Regions from separate parts of the Mus musculus genome. Here region 1 is linked to region 2. A link is a contact called in public Hi-C data. All regions are on one chromosome and are shown on one strand. Each heading gives the region's core, a stretch centred on a gene start, on an enhancer-like site or on the middle of the called end of the contact. The rest is flanking DNA. Distances are from core to core; before and after follow the strand shown. Region 1 overlaps 5730522E02Rik (RIKEN cDNA 5730522E02 gene). Region 2 overlaps 4933427E13Rik (RIKEN cDNA 4933427E13 gene).

What was found. A called contact is a pair of places that touch in the nucleus more often than the background predicts.
Region 1: a contact with region 2 is called in a Hi-C map of cerebral cortex, with 3 times the contacts expected there. The contact joins two enhancer-like sites. A contact is called at or near these places in 3 of 484 Hi-C or Micro-C datasets (cerebral cortex, cortical neurons and forebrain), 2 of 115 datasets of contacts at active chromatin or transcription factors (differentiating embryonic stem cells and embryonic forebrain) and 2 of 9 other capture datasets (embryonic stem cells and embryonic tail).

The regions. Positions count from the first base shown.
Region 1 is chr11:25,860,206-25,865,851 of GRCm38.p6, forward strand. The region is part of intron 2 of 5730522E02Rik (RIKEN cDNA 5730522E02 gene); the gene reads right to left. Among named protein-coding and RNA genes, the nearest start is that of Gm51856, 80 kb to the left of the region's middle. Within about 2 kb of position 2,751, at least 18 of the 459 cell types and tissues checked have an H3K27ac peak or open chromatin away from gene starts, as enhancers often do. A contact at or near this core is called in cerebral cortex, cortical neurons and forebrain, where this site is marked.
Region 2 is chr11:25,353,653-25,359,959 of GRCm38.p6, forward strand. 4933427E13Rik (RIKEN cDNA 4933427E13 gene) reads left to right here. Exons shown (of 8, transcript NR_045853.1): 4 at 3,795-3,984; 5 at 4,503-4,608. Among named protein-coding and RNA genes, the nearest start is that of 4933427E13Rik, 31 kb to the left of the region's middle. Within about 2 kb of position 3,354, at least 71 of the 459 cell types and tissues checked have an H3K27ac peak or open chromatin away from gene starts, as enhancers often do. A contact at or near this core is called in cerebral cortex, cortical neurons and forebrain, where this site is marked.

The DNA of each region.
Region 1 (5,646 bases), core at 1,501-4,000, 510 kb after region 2:
GCCAGTGATCAGCAAGTGTTCCCAGACTGCCTTCATATGCACTGCCTGGAAACTTAGAATGGGAACAACCGCAGCCAACACCTGTCAAATGCCCTTGTCCCAAACAAGCACAACTATAAGCCGTGGGGAATGGGTTACCATGTGCAATGTGCAAATGATGATCACTCCATAGATGGGAAAACTGAAATTCCTGAGTGCCAACGTTATTAAATTCGGAAACGGTCCTAGAAAAGTATTTTAGCTTCCATCCTTATTCAAAGGGAAAGCCTTTACACACTCCCTGTTCAAAACAAAGGGACCTATTTAACTTCCATCACTGGCCTAGAAATCCTACTTCCTCTAACATTTAAATGTATTCTCAAAGCCCAGCATCAGTACCTTTAGGCACATACTGGAGAAGAAATGGTTTAGATCTGCTATCTTTAGCTGTCTTCTATGCATGACTAAAAGCTGAAGAAAATTAACTGACCTCCTATGAATATGAACTAACTTACAACATACCAGTTCTCTTGTAAAAGATAAAGGGGCAGAGGTATGTGTGCTTTATAATCCTGCCATGTAAGGGCACACACACACACACACACACACACACACCACATACACACACTACACACACACATACACACATTACACATCACATTTGTGCCAGTATGGCTCTTGTCAATAGTCACACACTGTTGGTTGCTGTTTCTCTGTAGTGAGTGCCCTTATTCACACGCAGTTAGTTGTCTCCCTGTAGTGAGAACCCTTTGCTATGCCCTATCACACACATGCACACACACATACACCACACAAGCATGTACACACGTGTATACACACACACACACACATACTCTACAAAAACCAGCATTCATTTAACAAAAATCTTGCTGTACAACTCAGCCACTGGTTCCAGTGTAGGTCCTTATACTACTCTTAAGAGTTCTTTAGAACTTGCCAGTCTTACCTGATTGCCCAGGAAATTAAAGTGCTATGGGTCTTGGGTCTACTTCCTTAAGATACTAGTCACAATTTAAATTGTAACAAAATTTGCCTTTTATCTTTCCAGTCTACATAGAAAACTCTCAGTCTGATGCTCTCTATGGATTGGGAGTGGTTATCACCACTGGAATTCTATACTACTTGGAAACAATCCAGCAGTCAAATGATTTAATTCCAACATTCCCTAAAATATAACATAATTGGTGTCGTGTATCCAAACGAATCACTGTGACGAAAATTCCCAATGCCCTTTCCCTATAAAACATGTTATAAAATAAACAATCCAAATGTTACATCACCTACCATCCTAACTCCTAGAAAATGATTCACCTTTTCACTCCAAGATGCACTCTGGTTCCCATACATAAGCATACATACATTTTACTGAAAGCTGCACAACTCATTTCCCTCTTAGAATCCCAGGTCAAGTATTCTCCGTTGTGACTGAATGCTCTTTAAAAACACATCTTTCAATAAATAAAGATTTTTTTTTTGTCAAAGAAGTATTACCATAATTTTGTTTTCAGAAAAGAGGTTTTTAATCCTCTGATACAAAAATAAAGACGTGTAGGCCAGAGGATTGTTTTTGAAAGCTAGCATCTTTTGCATGAATGACATTACCCCTGATGCTCCACACCTCTTTCTTGACAATGAGCTGCAGGTCCTACTTGGAAGACAAAAAGTTTCTTTCATTCATATTTTCAAACTACAAGAGAACCTAACCAATCAAAAAGTACAGGAGTTATATCTGTGCTTATTCACACTTGAGGGACAGGCTTCCACTGAAGAAATGGTTCTCTGTCAAGAGAATTATTTATAAATCCCAAATTTTTCTTTCCGGAACTGCTCTCCAGGAGACTGAAGCAGTCCAGGAGCCAGGACCTTTTGTAGGCAGGTTTTGTAGCTAAATAAAAAATACATAGAAAACATCTCACAAAAATGGACCAAATCGATAAAGCAAATAAGTGCTTCTCTTCAGCACCCAGCAGGTAAGACTTATTTTCCCACCATTCGAAAGTAAATCAGCAATCTATCTTGAAAAATAAAAAGAATATTTCATCACAAATTGACTGCGTTTAATAAAATTCAAGCTCTCTTGCGCAGACAGAGAAAAATTGAAATCAATAGTCAAATTCCCCATCTCCTTTTCAATGAGAGAAACTAGCACATAACTTTATTGTTGCCCTACGAATTACCCCGTGGCTCTTTGGGTTGTGTCAAGAACCCTGCCAGTTTTTCACTGTTAAGGTAAGGATAGGAGACAAAGCTCGGAGAAGAAATCAACAAGCAACTGTCTCCTTTGGCAAACAGATGGATTGAAAAATAATAATTTCTTTGTTAAGAATGCAGTCAGGATGCCAGTCCTTGACATGCATTGTTGGGAAGCCTATTATCACTTTTTCTAATATCGGGTGATTCTTCTAAAATAGATTTTTGTTGCAATTTCTCTAAAACAGCATGATGCAATGCTGAATTGGTTAAAGAAAATAGGAAGGAAGGAAAGAGAGAATGGTAGAGAGGTTGCAGAGGAAGGAGGGAGGGGAATTTAATATGGTACTTTATCCACCATCATGGGGTGCTGTAACGTTAGCGCCATGATGGAAGCAGGGGTAAACACAAGCTGTGGATGACGTTTGCTGATTCCTCCCGTTCCACCATGCTGATGGGTCTGCCAGCTTCTTGAGGAGAAGGTATTCTGCCCCAGAAGGCCAGGGTTTCCTGGCCTTTGCTGCTGTTGGAAACTGTACTCGTGGAAAGGTCCGAGGGCAAAATCCGTGGCTCTTCGGTGCCCCCTTGTGTCCAACTTGGCACCAGCATGAACTACACCAAGTTACGCAGAAAGTGAGAGTGGGGATTTCTTCCCAGAAGAATACAGGGAGGGGTTGGGAAGAATTGACATGCTCTGCGTCTACATTCGTGAAAAGAGCCATTGTTGCTAGGCAAGGAGGGACTTCCATGCCTTTTATTTTTCTCATGGATCCTTGGATGCTCCCACCAGAATGCCTTGGGACATACCAGTGTAAATGGTTGCACCTAGATCCATCTCCACACTAGAAAAATCTCTTAGTACTGATAAATTATATTCTTACTATCAATATTTATAATTGGGGACGTAGTTAATGCCTTTTTGATAAGTCATTGCCTAGTACCAAATATCTTTAAAATGTCTTTTTTTTTAACACATTTTCACGACACAATTTTATTCTGCCTATCATTACTCTTTTTCTCTGCATGCAAAATGACTCTGGAAAATTGGGTCACCAATGGATGAAAGAATGGAACTATATTTATCAGCTCTATTCCTCCTCACCGACACACACCTCAAAGCATCAAAAGCCAGATGTACACGTGTGATACAGCTTGGAAAGTTTTCAAATTTGATGTTGGGTTGAGGGCAAAGGACAGTTTCGCCATAAATACCAATTTGCTTCTGATGGTTCTCTCTGCAGATGGTTGATCTGAAGCTCCAGAACTGAATGGCAGTTCTGTCTGCACAGATTACCTAGAAACCATCTACCCGTTCTCAACAGATTTATTCACACAGTTCCAAAGACATTCTATGTGGAGGAAATGGGCTTTCTTTGAAGGGGACAACTGGTAAAGATTCCAAACTTATAATGTATCAAATGATGGGAAGCAAAGGAGCCAGTGATAAACCAGAGAAATAAAAGGCAGAGTAAACAAGCAGCGGAGAGCACAAACACGTGAATGAGAACAGAAAGAGGAGAGAGGAAAAGAGACAGAGAGAGAAAGAAAGACAGAGACAGGGATATAGCAAGTCAGACCCTGGGTCATGGAAAGAGCATACTTTCTGTCCTGGATGGGCAAAGAGTACAGTTTGGGCTCCTGTTTTGCTTTTTTTTTTCCCCCTGGAAATAGCTAGAAATTCTCATAAAGGTGAAAATGTTCCACTTACAGCTAGCTGCCTTTCCAATCTTGTAACACAATGGGTCTCAGGGATGATGTGTGCTGACTGCAAAGGCCAGTCAGTGAAACATCCTCATTGTCAGTCCGACCCAGTCAACTCGAGTAGCTTTCTCAGTAGGTTGAGGAAGGAGACTCTTTGGTGGCCTGTGTGGGTGTATTATTAAATAGTACTTTCATTGAGCATCCTAACCAAGATGCCATGGGTTGAGGAAAATATAATGGGCTTTGGTTCTTCTTTCTCAGTCACACTTCTAACATATCTTGCAGCAGGTTGTTGCTTTGTGCCTTCATATGCCCTGCTATGCCAATAGTCTCATAACTCATTCTATTTACATCTGCATTTGGTATCAATAGTACATTTCATTGGTATATGTCTTGTTTGATCAGAATGGACTGTATTTTTGATTTTTGTACACGTTCTTTATCTATCTAATGACATATATATATATTTCTGAGGAAGAAGAGCTGTAAGGCTCATCCTATAATTGCAAAAGGATACTATCTTCTTGTCATTTGCCACAGTACTGCTCATCCCATGGTTTTTTACGTTCCACTGACAGGCCTGAGCTCAGAATACTTGGAAGCTAAGGTTGACATAAGTCATGTGTTTTTACCACTAAAACACAAGGTTTATAAGTGAGTTACATTCCTACACTTAGAAGTGAGAGGCTTCACAGTCATATACAGAGTACAAACAAGGTAGGCTGCAGCACATATCTTCATCTGTGAAGATGGAACACACAGTTGCAGAGACATTTGCCTCTTTGCTCTCAGGACCTAGGACTCAGGCCTGGCACCTTGATACATCCAAAGATAGCCACCAGAAGAATTAGACCATCTCTTCTTACAGAGGGTGCTTTTAGCCTGAGGTTTCCCTGGGCAATAGAAGGTGGCCTTTGGAAACCTAAAGCCTATGTGAAATGAGACAAGAAATCCTGACGAAAAAGCAAAATAAAATAAAACAAATAAAAAAATAAAATGCTTGCTTTGTGCTTTCATATGCCCTGCCATCCCAATAGTCTCATAACTTATTCTATTATTTTACCTGACCTTTAATATAAAGCATCTTTTGAAAGGCTAAAGATTATCATTTTAATGGTCATCTTACCTAAACTACCAATCCCAATGCAAATATTATTACTTCCTATATTACTATGTTTTCCTCCACACCAGGTACTATTGGTGGAATCATACTACACTTGTATAGTTTCTATCTGGTAATCTCTTCCAGTAAAACATAGGCTCCATGATAGCTTTGAACACTATGGTCTCCAGAGGAATAGATGCATAGCAAGTCCTCAGTGAATACTAGTAAAATGGCGGATGCATGAACTCTGAATACTTACAACTCTCCATATGTTACCTTATACCTTTACCACAATCATAATCCAGGTGTGGTAGTGCACATCAGTAATTTCATCAACAACACCAATACCAGCACTATAAGCTTCAACACCAGCACCCTAAATATCGATACTAGTACCAGCACCATCAACACCAGAACCAGCATCTTCTGTACTATAACACCAGTACCATTAGCACCATCAATATCACCAACACTATCATAGCAGCACCACCAGCACCAGTACCAGCAGCACGGCCAACACCATCAGCAGCACCAGCAGCAGCAGCACCAGCACTCTCAGTACCAGTAGCATCAGCAGCACCCCCAGCACCATCATCACTATACATGAAAGAACTAGAGAACCTCTGCTTCAACTAATAGTATTTTGCTTA
Region 2 (6,307 bases), core at 2,104-4,603:
CTGTGTCACAGGATCAGCTCCAGGTGCAGACAGAAACTTGAAGGATCTTGTGTCCTGACTGTTCTGGGTGGTTCCCTCTTGGGCTAGGAATTTGAGCAGAAGTGGTGGGGTTACCTGTGCTCACAGGCTTTTCAGCACTTCTTGGAGACCAGCTCTCTTCTGGTGGGCAGTATGAAGTACTGTGTCAGGGAATCATCTCTGGGCAATATGGCACAGGATCAGCTCCTGGTGCAAAGGGAAACCCCAGATGGAGGAATTTAAGACTCTGAGCTCTCCACAGTGCGTGGCCAGCCTTACGTTTGAACCATGTGTGTGGTTAATGCTTATCCACCCATGTTTTATTCAACCATAGTGGTACCCAGAAGCTATACTCTCCAGGCTGTGATGGGGGTGAGAAGATTGATGAGATTTGCTTATACTCCCTCTTATCATTGACATCTCAGCACACTCTCTCCTCTGACATAAGTTCTGTGCTATGAGCCAGACAGTTCAGCAGGTGACTACACCTACATCCACTGGGACCCCAATAATCAATGATTCCCACATCAATAAATTCTCTTCCTATTAGTGTCTTCTACTGCCTCCTTTTGATGGGCTCATATCATAGTATCCTGGGGAAGTTTTGGCTACATTGGAGAAAAAAAACAGACAATGTTTGTACAAATGGAACCATTTTTCTTCATTGGTTATTTGTCTATTCTTCTCGCTGATAGAACTGTTTTAAAGGCAAGGCTGCAAACAACACAAGAAAGAGATCATACACTGGTGTGGCCTAGTTACTTCAGTAGAAGGCATGGTTGAAAAATGCATTGAGCTAAATGTGCACTGCAGAATGAAATGAGTTTCTCACGTTTTCCTGTACATTCTGGACTAAACTTACATTTATGGTTATCACCAATGAAACCCCAAAACAACCTCTGAGAGAATTAGTGGGTGTCTGCGTTCACTAATGGCATAAGGCATGATGAAAGAGATATATAACATAGTAACCACTATTAAAACTCATAGTGTTAGGGAAGCACAGGCAGTTTACAGGCTCTGAGGAGTCACAGCATTCAGATAGCAACAACATTGCCTTGCTGTGTCATGGTGACAACGGTGATTGTAGTCAGAACAAGAAATCTGAAAATTAAAAGAAGAAAAAGATTTAAAAAAAATGTAGAGAGAAGTTTCTTTTACCTGAACAGATGGTATCCTAAACACACACACACACACACACAAAAAAACCCCACACACATTAATTGCACAAGAAAAAAGTGCTTAAGTTTTCTTTCTCTGTCCATTTTTCTAAATCCTTGATGATTAGCCTTTGAATTTTGTAATGTAATTTAAATTGCATTAATTATGTAAAAAGAGCTTTTTGACCTGGAGCCTTGCACACCTTAGGGGCAGCCCTGCTGGCCATGTGCTGCTGTGCTAAGCAACTTAGATGCAAAATCTACTTTTATTTTCACAAGTACAGTCACTCTTAGTACTTAGAAAGTAAACCCAGGACAACTACGCAGCTTCCTCATGTGCGTACTTCGTAAAGGCTGAAAAGAAGAGCCATGACAGGAAAACTAGATTCTGATGTGGATGTTACTATCTATCCAACTCAGGTTGTTTTTCTTAATTATAAGATTACTCCTACTCTTGTAGGGTTTATAATTTCTATTATCAACACTACAACTAAAAGTATGTGTTAGGCACAAGCTAAGTGTCAGCTTCCAGTCTCAGTACACAGTACACATTGTGTATCAAAGAATTTTAACAACTTTATGGGGAACATTTCTGATGGGGGGGGGGGAGATAATACTTCCATTGCGCAGATGTGAAAAGGAAGGCCTGAAATAGCTGGGAATATAAGCTGATTCACCTAATTGCAAAACAGGAAAATGTACGAGGCTGTCTTACTCTGGAGCCAAAACAAATCAAAATCAAATACTTGAGTTTGCTTCTTTCAACCCAAATTTCTAAACTAAATCAGGTCTTAGACATAAAACAGCCCAAACTCCATTCTATGACTGGAATCGATCTATGATTTTTCTCTCTGGTCTGGTGATTCTTTCAATTTATTTTCACAGAGCCTGGCATAATTGGAGGGCTTAGAGTTGCCAGTCCAATGGCATCTCCGGTTCTCACAGACATGTCTTTACTGAAAAGATTCATACTGTCCAAAGGGTGAACTTTACAGCTGGTGGTAGGGCCACAGGGCAGAGCCATGGCTTCAATCACCATAGAGCTACAGAAAGAGAACACTCCAAAGTGGAAGCTATTTAACTTCAAGAATATGAAACCATGCAATCATAAGAAAGTCATGTGGCATGTATGCATGCATATATACATGTATGCATGCGTATGTACATGTATGCATATGTATGCACATGTTATTTATTTGAGAGTGTGGGTTTTACTTGATATGCTTCTGCTTCTGTTTTGAAATAAACACATTTAAAAAGTGAAGATACATATTTGAAAATAAAGAATATATCAGATCGCACACTCATGATAGTGATCTTGGCTTAAATACAAATACAACATAATGTCAAATATCTAGCTGAAAATCAATAGCTGTAGTCAATTAAGCAAGCAAGTGGAACTATTCAGAGAAATTCAGATAATTGACTAAAAAATTCCAATTTTCATTCAGACGCCTGTCACCATTCATCTTATCATTTGATGTTTTTGCTCTCGCTACTTTCGAGTAACAAATATTTTACTCCTTTGCACTCTGTGAAACATACCTGCAAAAAAACCGATGAAATAACAATGTGACGAGTTAGAGACTGTAGACTTCCAGCTTTAGCTTTTCTTTTAATTCATTCAGCTTCATTTTTCCTCGTCAACTACTTTCATTTCAAGATCTCAGTGATCATTTACAAGTGTGGAAAAGCCTCTTTAGCCCACTCTGTGTTTCCTCCCAGGTGGCTGAACCCACAGTTTGATTTTTTAAATGGGCAGATAGATGTGCTGTAATGAGAACACAAAGGAACAGGTTTATAACTTGGTACATTATGGCCCCAGGTTCAAAGCGGGGAAAGCCGCAGAGCTGTAAGCCTTTGTTTCTGACTTATGCAGATCAACAGCAGCATTTTCTGGGAGTTTAAAAATGCAGAATGCAAACAGAGAGGGAAAAGCAAGGAAAGGGGAGAAAATGAATTAAAACAAAGCAAAACTCTTGGGATGGTTTATGCTGCAGGGTATTTTCCCAGAGTTCTGTCCAAGAATAATCTAGTAAAAATGTGGACAGAGAACCACCGACCCCTGCTTTCCCCTGAACATATGCAGCTCTGATCAGTCTGGTATTTCTAGAAAAACAAGGTCCTGAACCCGAGTCCTCAGACACATAACAAAGCGCGCTTCACAGCTGTGATGCACAGTGAAGAGCGGCTCCAAGGCCTGAGTGGGTCCCAAGACAATGCCTCCTTTATCACCCAGAGGACAAATATCTAGACAGCAATATTTTCTGCTTGAATGCTTCAAGCAGCTCGTGCAACTCCTGCCTGAAAGGGAAAACTGAGCTCAGAGTGTTTGCTGAGTGATTATTTTAATTTACTACTTGATGTAAATCTAAATGAACTGACACCCAGCTTGAGATGGACAGAAAACAATCACCAAGGGTGGGGAAGCTGGGGGGAAGAGAAGGGGCTTCAGGAGAGGTGCTGAGGTTACACATCAGCTGGAGTGCAGCCCAGGTTTGGACAACTTTTGCAGCGGCCCTGCGAGAGAAGGGGGCGGGGGGCGAGCTCAGCATTCCGGTCCCTTCTCTCAATTACCATAATAAGTTCGGTAATTTTGTGCTGTTTATTTATCAGGCCAGGATAACAAAGGGAGCCGCTGAAGTCTGTTCTGAAGGCACCATGACAAAGCACCAGACAGAAAGCGGTCACGTGTGGGGAGATGAGCAGACACCACTTCGCGGGCACCTGATTATTCTTTTCTCGGGATTTAGAAGCAAAAATTACCCTACGGAAAACAGTTGCATATGCAAAACCACAAATCGCTGTATGAGGCAAATGGGGCGCGCGGGGGTGGGGGTGGGGGTCGTGGAGACTGAAGGAAGGTGAGGGCAACTAGCCAGTCAAGTTTAAATCCTTATCTGCATTATATGTCAACATTTGTTCAAACTGGTAGAGATAAATGATTTTTTTTTTAAATCTTTTTCTTAAGTTCTCTTTCCATCTGTAGCTCTAGTGTTTTAGGGCAGGAAGTTCTTTAGGTGGAGTCACTATTTCTGAGAAATTGCATGGTGAAATCATCTCTGCTTAGTTAAGATACTCACACTCTGCCCTGTGTGCCCCAGCTTATAAAGCGCCCCTTTTCCCTCCTCTTGCCCTCTCCGTCCTCCTCCTTTTCGTTTTGTTCATGAAGCAGTAAACAGGCAGAAGATAAAGATGCAGATTCCTATCTCTAGGTTTGTCTCTTTTCTCTAAAAAAGTCTCGCATTTCAGCCATGTCTGCCTAATATCCTTATCCAAACAGTGGCGATGCTTGCTAATGAGCGTGGTCTTCCTTATTTGCAGCAGTGTTATAAATGGCACAGTGTATGCAGATAAATCCCCACGCACGGCTCTGAAAATATGCCCAGCAGAGGAGAAATACTGCACAGCTTGTCTTTCCACACCCCGGGTATGGAACCAATCACAGTCACAGTGACTTCTCTTTTCCTTATGACCTCTCGCTGCCCTGTGTGGTAGCACATGCCTTCAATGTCAGCATAAACAAGGCTGAGACAAGGGGGTTGCAGGACAAGTATAGTCTGGGCTCTTTAGCAAAAGCTTGTCTCACAAAAACTCTGTCCTTATATGTTTAGGTGTGCTTATATTAATATTAAGCCCCCAAAAAACCACACCCATGTGTACACACCTGTGTATACAATACATGTATACAACTATTGCATAGCTGGGTTTCTTGAACTTTCCACTGGTTGTCCTTTTAACTTGAGAAATTTTTACATGGCCTATAGTATCCAATAACAGCCACATACACAAAACATTTACATATAAATAAAACAGAATGATATTTTAGTATATATATGTATATATATTTATTATTAATTACAGAAGAAAGGAAAATTGCTTACTAATAGGATGGATGTGTTTATTTTGACATAAAGAATTAAACTGTCTTAATAGTTGATACTACAAGGTAGAGAACATTCCAGTGCTTTTCAGATAGATTGTTCATTTTACTATTGTTAATACCTAGAACACCTCTATGTACCAGCATGTAGCTCAAAATAACAAATGCATTTTTGGGATCTTTTCAGAAACAGTTGGAATTCTGTCCTAATTCCAAACCAAAATTCACCTAATGGTCTTTTATAAAACTGAACTCAATAAGTAGCATTATTTAAAATCAAGAATTACACCACAATACAACCCAAAGATATGCTGATTTATATTTATATACTGAGGAATTATAGCAGGAAGCAGTAAAATATTTATTTACTATAATTAAGACATTAGGTTTTAGTTATTTGTAAGTGTGTATGTTATATGTTTGGGGTACATGTGGCATGCTGTGTGTTCCTATCCATGAGTACACATAGGCTAGAGAATAATATCAGGTGTCTGTTATCACCCTCTGCCATATTCCCTTACAACAGGGTCTCTCACTAACTCTGTAGCTTGTAACCTAGACTTGCAACAACAAGCCCCAGTGATCCATCTTCACACCCCAGTGCTCGGTTTTCAGATGCAGGAAACCACACCCAACTGGAATTTTCAGGATTCAATCTCAAGTCCTGGTACTATATAGCAAGCGCTCTTACCCACTGAGTCTTCCTCCCCTTTAGGTTTCTCTAAGAGAAGACAGCACTGCACCACAGTGAATCCTTCCCAATTCCATGTACTGTGCTCTCAGGTCAAAGCCTGCCAGTCCAGGTACCATGCTTGGCATCCTGTGACAGGATGACATGCAAAGAGCACATTTTGTGTGTGCAGAAACCAGGCCGTACAAAAACATAGCATACAGCACAAAGGCTGTCAGACCTGTTTGATTTCCAATTGATTTTTGTTTCCTGTGCACTCAGAAACCTTTTTAGCAAACTCCACATTTAGTCATGTGAACCTGTGTAAAGTTATGACTCATAGTTCAAGAAACTGGAATACATATAATGCAATATATGCATACCTGTGTGGGTATATGATATATACCTACATGTATCTTCATATTAGGTGAGCCTGAAAGGCATGCCTCTCATAGGGCCTGTATTCCTGTTTTCCACCTGGATGCCTGGAGTTCCTGTAATGGCCACGGATGACTCCAAAGTAACTGCCATATGTGAACAGTGGGGTAGAAGCCAGCAGCCTGAGGCTTCCACTTT